2 separate regions of the Ovis aries genome follow, and region 1 is linked to region 2. The links are chromatin contacts, called in public Hi-C maps. All regions are on one chromosome and are shown on one strand. The core of a region is the stretch at or near the end of the contact, and the rest is flanking DNA. Distances in the headings are between cores, read along the strand shown. Region 1 overlaps GTSE1 (G2 and S-phase expressed 1). Region 2 has its middle 16 kb from the start of WNT7B.

Region 1 (3,614 bases), core at 832-3,331, 310 kb before region 2:
GGAGTCCCAGGGCCGGGCGGGCAAGGAAGCGTGGTGAAGAGACAGTGGCTACAGTTTCCCAGACCCAATTTAAAATATCAACCCACAGAACAAAGGAGCTCAAGAACGCCCAAGCAGGGTAAACACAAAGGAAGCCACACAAAAATACATTAGTAACCAAAACCCTGAAAGTAACAACAGGAAGTCTTAAGAGTAGCCATGGAACACCGATATGTTTACACAGAGGGGATTAATTCAAGAAATTCACCAACTAATCCAAACCTACAAAAATTAAAAGACATATAAAATGCTTTATAAGAAATGAAAGCAATCACCATCACCAAAACTAATAATTATCTGAACTTTAAATATAATTTGTTCACTATTTTAAAAACATGTTAAAGTTTATCTATGACTTACCAGTAGAAAAGCTGGGAATTTTAAATTGATTCGTAGGGGTAGGCACAGCCTTTGTCTTGGAGTTTAGGCAGGAATCACGCCTTCTTGTACTCCCGGTCTTATCCCTTTGAGAAGACTGTGACCAACCACAATGAGAGCTTGGCCCAGGGCCTCCCTGTCCCGGGGTCTGGGGCTGGGGGAGAGATGCTCTGGGAGGCCCCCTGGGCTGCTCCGCTGCCCACTCCGCAGCCCCTGGCCTCTGGCTTTGCCTGCAGGCCACGCCCCCGGGGCCCGCCTTCAGGGACGGCCGTGGCAGGGTGAGCCCCGTTCTGCCTGTCTGGCTGGAGCTTGATCGGGCACTGTCCGCAGAGATGGCTGGACGTTCACTTGGTTCAGCTGGAAGAGGAGACAGGAAAGCTGGTTGTCACTCAAGCTGATGCTGTGTTTAAATGATGGAGTTATTTAACACACACACACAAGATATGCTATCTTCAGCGTGCCTACCTCAGAATGTGGAAAAGAAAGCAACTTATTTCTATCATGGTGATTTCCATATTAAAAAATACGACATAGGAACAATATTCTGCATGTCCACCAGGCAACATCCTCAAACACAAGGCAACCCGGGTCGCTCGTGGCTTAGTCGCTCGTGTGATCCAAGGCGCTGATTCTAGACACGATCACCAAGATGTACAAGGATGCACAAACTCAAGCTCTCTTGCCCTCACTGACTATGTCGACAGCAGAGCCCTATCCCAGCAGAGCAGGTGAAGACGGACAGTCTGGTCAGATGCCCCACCTGGCCAACCAGGGGTGCGGGCAGGGAGACGCGGAGAGCAGAGGCTCCTTACTGGTCAGTTCCTTTCAGCCACAGGGAGGCTGGGTCCTGTCAGTTACCAGGACTACTTAAATGAGCTGGGTGAAAATACGCAGCTGCCAAAATAGCGGACACAGAGGCCAACCTGGTGAAAGGTTCTTAAAGAGAAATTTAGGAGAAGGACTAAACCGCAGCCCACGTCAAACAGTGTGTAAGGCTCACAGCGCTCTCCCCACCACACTGACGGTCAGATCCCCATCAGATCTGACCCTGGGGATTTTGCCACGGAAAACAGAGGAACACACACTCACCAAAAGGCCACCCCCAGCCTGTCTCAAACTTTCCCAGAGGTAGGCTCAGAAATCATAGACAGAACTGGTGCTGATGCCTGAACCAACACAGCCAGACTCACAGCGCCTAGTGTAACAAAACTTCGTTTCCCTCAACACGCGCCGCGCTCCAGACACGGGGCCTGGTGGTCCTCAGGCAGGCAGAGACACTGAGAGGGCGGGGCCACCCCCCACCCCCCACCCCCCCGGCCCCCCGGTTTGTAAAGGTACAGATGCAACTTCAGTTCTCCTGACCACCCAGGCGGTCAGGGCCCCAGATCAGACCGGCCTCGCTCCAGAGGAGAGACTTCTCACGTCTGTGTACAAAACGCAGGCTGTGCTGCCCAGCTTAGAGCCTACCCAGCAAATCTGCTTTGAACAAGGTTTTAGTCCTTGAGGGCAGGAGGCCGCGTGACTTCCCACAGCCTCCTAGGGTTTCTCCCCTTTACCAGCAGATGGCACCCTCGGCTTGGAAAGACAGCAAAGTCGCCTGAGTTGAAACAGGTTTGAGCAGATTTAAACCAACACCCAGGCATTACGGCTCCTACGCCTACACTATCTGGAACAGCCCTACTTTAAGATCCTCCATTTGGTCACGTGGCTGAGGCTGGCCTCAGCGTCACGCCGGGCCCGTGGCACCAGCAGGGCACGCCCACCTTGTGATGGCCTGTGTTCAGTCATGTCTGACCCAGCGACCTCATGGACACAGCCTGCAAGGCTCCTCTGTCCATGGGACTTCCCAGGCCAGAATACTGAGAGGGCTGCCATTTCCTTCTCCAGGGGATCTTCCCAACCAAGGGATCAAGCCCAAGGCTCTTGCATCTCCTGCCTTGGCAGGCGGGTTCTTTACCTACAGAGCCACCCGTGACGGCTTAACTCAGCCGAGACTGAGAGCGTCCGCTGACCATGCCTCTCTGCGGAGAAGGGGAGGCACCTTGAGGACGGAGGCCCCAACAGTGTCCCCACCCCAGACCAGAGCAAGCCTTCCAGAGCCTGCGGCTGAGCTGAGTGGTTCTGGAAGTCTGGCAGGAGCACAGCGCTCAGGGCTGGCCTTACCTCTGCCGGTCACGGGAGAAGCACACGCAGCGGAGCTCAGGCCCGAGACGGACCCTGACGAGGCCCTTCCTGCCAGGCCGCCAGCACCCCCAGGAGGTTTTAGCATGGTTTTCTTCGGCCCGGACTGAAACAGAGATTTTGTTACCTACCCAAGACTTATTTCTGCAAAAGTCGGGGTTTTCAACAGTCTACAAGTTATCATCTCGAATCAGAGAAAGGCCGAGCAGTGCTCCCCGGTGTGGCCGCCAGGTTCCCTGTGGGAGGCGCACCGGGAGCCTGCTGACCGCGGGCGTGGGGCCTGGACCCCAGCCTGTGCACTCGATAGCTGCAGGGCCCAGTGTGGGCAAGCTTAGCAAGTACCACCAGGGACGTGGCACTTTCACAAGCACACAGAGCTCAGCGCTGGAAAACAAACGGCAAACATGAGGACGGTCGCCTCCACGCCCGGGAGGAGCTGTGGTTCTCAGAGCGGCGACAGCCCGTCTCCCCGGCGCACCAGCCCTGTGAGGGGAGCAGGGTCGTCTCTGCCATCAGACACCCCGATGTCAGCTCGGGGGGCCGACATTCCACGGTGCCCGCAGCTCCCCGGGGCAGCGGCCAGGCCCTCCCGTGTGCCAGGCCTCCGTGCCCTGCATTTCAGCACACCGCCCCTCCTGGATCCCGCCTTCAACCTCCTAAACCTTGATTTTGGTCCAGACGCATCCCACATCCCACATCCTCAAAGCTGCCCCTTACTCCCTGCACTCACAGGCCAATCCCCACCCCTGCCCCAGCCCCGGCCAACCCACCTTGTTCGGAACAGGGAGCGACCGCTTGCCTGGGACCAAGTGGCTTCCTGCGGCTGACATGCCAGCGACGTCCCGGGTGGTTCTGAGCTTGTCCGGGGGCATGCTGCTGTGGGCGTCCTTTTCGTTTTGGACTTTCATCCTGGGAGGACTAACTGGTTTCTGTCTTGTGGGCTGAAAATTGTAAATTGAAATGTGAGGACTGTCTAGTCTTCCACAACGTAGAGACACACAAAGGCTTCAATTAGA
Region 2 (3,974 bases), core at 1,046-3,545:
CTGTGACCCTTGTCTCATCTGGCCCTCAGGCTTCTGAGTAGTGGAGGCAGCAAGCTCACAGCAGGAGTGCCCCAGCGCTGTGGCACCCCAGGCCTCTGTCCCGAGGAACTCAGGCTCACCAGGAGGCAAGGTGATGGAGCAGGTCCCGGGACTGTGAGAGCCTGGGGGGGCGCGAGGCATCAGGGGAGGCTGCCTGGAGGAGGGGACCTCACAGGTGAGACCTGAAGCTCAATAGTGTTGATCGGGAGAACGGGGTGTGGGAGGAAGCAGGCGGCAGGAGGCTGTGAGGAGCGGTCAGGACAGGTGGGTCCATGGCCCTTCTAATGCCAAGGAGCTGAGAAGGTCCTTCGAAGCTGGCCCTGGGGCACCGGGGCCTGGGTCAGCGGAGGCAGGACTCCCCTGTGCTGGGGAGGAGGGAGCAGGCAGGAGGCCCGGGGGGCACACGGAAGCTTCAGAGACGAGGGTGTGCCGGGCTCTCAGACACTCACTCAGGGCACAGTTCTGACTTGATCATTCAGTCGAGCCTGAGGACCCCTCTGACCCCTGGCACCCCTTGCCTGGTGTTGGGGGGAGTGGGTCTTTCTCCCCAAGATTAGCACCAAAACCCCCCAACCCCGCCGGGCAGCAGCAGAGAGAATGGTGATGACTTGGGGAAAGGATAACGGATTCTGGCCAGATTTCTGACGTTAAAATAGACTTTGAAAAGTATGGCTGAGACAATAATTCTGGAAGAAAAACAACAAAAGAAGCTTCTAGAAGCCAGCGCCCCAGCCAGCATGAGTTCAGGCCCCAAACAATGGCTCTGGGGAGATGATCCGTTGGTGACCCTGACCTGCACAGTTGCAGGCCTCCGGGGGGCTTGGGAACTGTGGGGGTGCCCAGACCCTCAGGACAGGGCGGGGCTGCCCAGGGTCCCCCGCCCTGGGAGCACAGTGAGCGGAGCCCCGTGCTGGCGCCAGCTCTGTGGAAGGTGGGGCGGGAGGCCTTGCAGTGGTGACGAGAGCAGGTCCACCTCTTCAGGTGCCCCGGGAGACCTGGGTTCGATCCCTAGGCCGGGAAGATAGCCTGGAGAAGGGAATGGCTCCCTACTCCAATATTCTGGCCTGGAGAATTCCATGGACTGTACAGTCCACGAGGTCACAAAGAGTCGGACATGACTGAGCGACTTTCATGACATGGCTGCTCAGGGATGGAGGCATGGGTGACCCCGGGGGCACCTGGCTGGAAGGGGGACCCCAGAGTCTGCCTGTCGAGACAGAGAGGTTCTGAGGCTGGGCACCGCTGGCGGTGAGGCTGCAGGAGTCAGATGCTACTGGAGGGGGACTCTGAGCTGCCTCAGTTTACCCTGTTGACCAAGATGCTCTGCTGCTGCGTACCAGGTCGCTCAGTCGTGTCCAACTCTTTGCAACCCTATGGACCGTAGCCCGCCAGGCTTCTCTGTTCCTGGAATTCTCCAGGCAAGAATACTGGAGTTGGGGGTCTGCTCAAGCCAGAGCACCAGATCCAAACAAATGAATTCCGTTTTCCCCTCTGGATGCAGCTGTCTTTCCTCAGGGATGCTCAAGGTGGGGGCGGGGGGAGTGCTCCGTGGTCCTGAGACCTGGGGGAGGCTGACTCAGGCGGGGATGTCTCGGACCCTGCAGCCCCTGCCCAGGCTGGGCACCATGGAGTCCAAGGAACACCGGGGTTCCCAGGTTTGACCTCTGTGCCAGCCCGCCCACCAAGCCCTGGGCCTGCAGTCTAAGGTCCAGTTCTCTGGGGACCGGAACTGAAGCCTCTGTGGCTGCACTGCCTCTGTGGGAACCTAAGAGCTGGATTCTTTTCCTTGGGGAGGAGGCTGCGGCCAGCCCCGGAGTCATTTCACTTGTAAATTAGGTCTTGGCTTTTCTTGTCTCTGGCTTCTCCCCCTCCGCCTTGGCTGGGAGGTGACCATCTGCAGTAGGGCCAGCAATGGGCTGGGCACCCCCCAGCTGGGTGACTCGATGGTTGTTGGGGGGTTGGAAGGATAGGGAGTGGGGCCCAGCCTGGGAGGCTGTGCTGGGGGCGGGGGCCTGCCTGCGTTGTCCAGCCTCCTCACTTTAGGTTTGGGGTGGCCCTGAAGGGGGCCCAGTTGGGTCACCCTCCCCCCAGCCCCACGATCCAGGCCCCTGGGCGTTTTCGGGGGGCGGGGAGGGCCCAGTGGCGTCCGCGCAGACGCGGAGCCTGAGCTGGGTCAAGGTCCCCCAGGCCCCGCCTGCCCTGGGCAGGAGCCGCTTCCGGCCTCAGGGCAGACAATGCGCTGGCTGGGGAGCCGTGGCCCCTGGCCAGATCCCCCACCCCCAACCCAGCCACACAGGAAGCCGGAACTCAGAAGACAGCGTGTCCTGGAGTGAACCCTCCGGCAGGCGCTGTGGTCCAAGGCATCTGATTCCCAGAGGAGGCTCCTCCAGTTGAATCAAACTGATTTCTTCCAGCCTTAAAATGACTAGGGGCCCCGGAGCCCTCCTGGGGGTGGGGGGACTTCAGTCCTCACCCTCGGGGTATGCTGAGTTTCTTCCTAACCATGAGGCCTTTGCACTGGCGCGCCCTCTGCCCACCACTCTGGCCTCCAGGTCCCTTCGAGGCCACCTCCTCCTGATTGCAGCTGCAGGGCCCACTCCTGGCCCACGTCTCCCCTTCCTGTTGGGGTTTCACGGGCCGTCTGCCCCCCTTCCCTCACCCCAGCCCCCAGCACAGCTCAGGCCTGAGCTGGACCTGTCGGCCTTGGTCCCTGCTGTCACCATGGGTCTGGGTGAGCTCCCCCCAAGCACCCCGACCCCTGCGTCCACTGCCCACCCCTGCGTGCACTGCCCACCCCCTCCAGGCAGTGCCTCCCTGCAGGCTCAGCTCGCGTGCTCCCCCAGCCCCGGGGCGCCTCCAGTAGCACACGCACCGCCTCCGTGTGCCCATCTCAAGGGGGCCCAAAGGCTGGGGTGAGGGTCCAGGCGGCTGGGGGCTGTGTACCCCAGTGACTGTCAGGGTCAAAGTCACCGACGACCCCTTTCCTCTGCACCCCCAGGGCTTGCCCCTGGAGACAGGCCTGCGGACCAGGAGGCTGGCCCCTCTGAACCGGATGGAAGGAGCTGAGAGCCAAATTCCAAAGAGCAGGGTGGCCCTTCCCCGGGCCCTGCTCCCTGGCCGGACGTCCCACCTCCCCGCCCCCAGCGGAGGACCAGCTCCTTCCCAGGCCTGCCGGCTGCACGGCCCTCGCCAGGCCCCCAGCCTCCTGGGCTCCTTTCCGCCGAGAGGCCCCCCAGGGCCTCGAACGCCCCTGCCCTGGGCCAGCAGCGCTCCTCACTGCCCGTGCTCGCCCCGTGGGCCTCAGGGAGTCCCTGTCAGTCTGTGGCGCTTGGGCGTCGGTAGGTGGGTAGGAAGGGTGGTTCGTGCAGCTCCAGCTGGGTCTCACCGCTCCTGCCAGGCTTGGCTCTGGTTTTTATTTTCAAGGTGAAGGAGTTAACTTTTTGCTCACTTCTGCATTCTCCAAACCCTTTTGCATAAAACCTGGTACACACTAGGCCCAAAAGAGATGCTTGTTGGCTGACACATGACTGAGGGGTCTGTGGGGACAGCGCAGCCCTCAAACAGTGAGCGGGTGTATCTGTGCTTCGGTTTGTATGTCTGCGTGTGTGTCTGTGCGTGTGTCAGGATGTGTCTCTGTGAGTGCATGTGGGCGTATGTGTATCTGCATGTGTCAGTCTGTGAGTGCATGAGTGTGTGTGTCTGTCTGCGTGTGTCGTTGTGAGTGTGTGTTTGTCAGAGTACATGAATGTGTATGTGTGTCTCTGTGTAAGTGTGTGTGTCAGTCTCTGTGAGTGTGTATATGTTTGGCTGTGTGTGAATGTGTGCCTGTGCGTGTCTGTGTGTATGTGAGTGTGTGTGCCTGTGTGAGTGTGTCTGTGTGCATGTGAGAGTGTGTGTCTCTGGGTGTGTGTCTGTGTGCATGTGAGTGTGTGTGT

The links. A called contact is a pair of places that touch in the nucleus more often than the background predicts.
Region 1: a contact with region 2 is called in a Hi-C map of liver, with 5 times the contacts expected there. The contact joins two enhancer-like sites. A contact is called at or near these places in 4 of 16 Hi-C or Micro-C datasets (hypothalamus, liver, muscle and 1 more).

The regions. Positions count from the first base shown.
Region 1 is chr3:222,522,803-222,526,416 of ARS-UI_Ramb_v3.0, reverse strand. It overlaps GTSE1 (G2 and S-phase expressed 1), which reads right to left. Exons shown (of 12, transcript XM_042247888.1): 5 at 3,369-3,539; 6 at 2,581-2,704; 7 at 400-774. Among named protein-coding and RNA genes, the nearest start is that of GTSE1, 11 kb to the right of the region's middle. Within about 2 kb of position 2,081, at least 20 of the 54 cell types and tissues checked have an H3K27ac peak or open chromatin away from gene starts, as enhancers often do. A contact at or near this core is called in liver, where this site is marked.
Region 2 is chr3:222,211,607-222,215,580 of ARS-UI_Ramb_v3.0, reverse strand. No RefSeq gene overlaps it. Among named protein-coding and RNA genes, the nearest start is that of WNT7B, 16 kb to the right of the region's middle. Within about 2 kb of position 2,295, at least 35 of the 54 cell types and tissues checked have an H3K27ac peak or open chromatin away from gene starts, as enhancers often do. A contact at or near this core is called in liver, where this site is marked.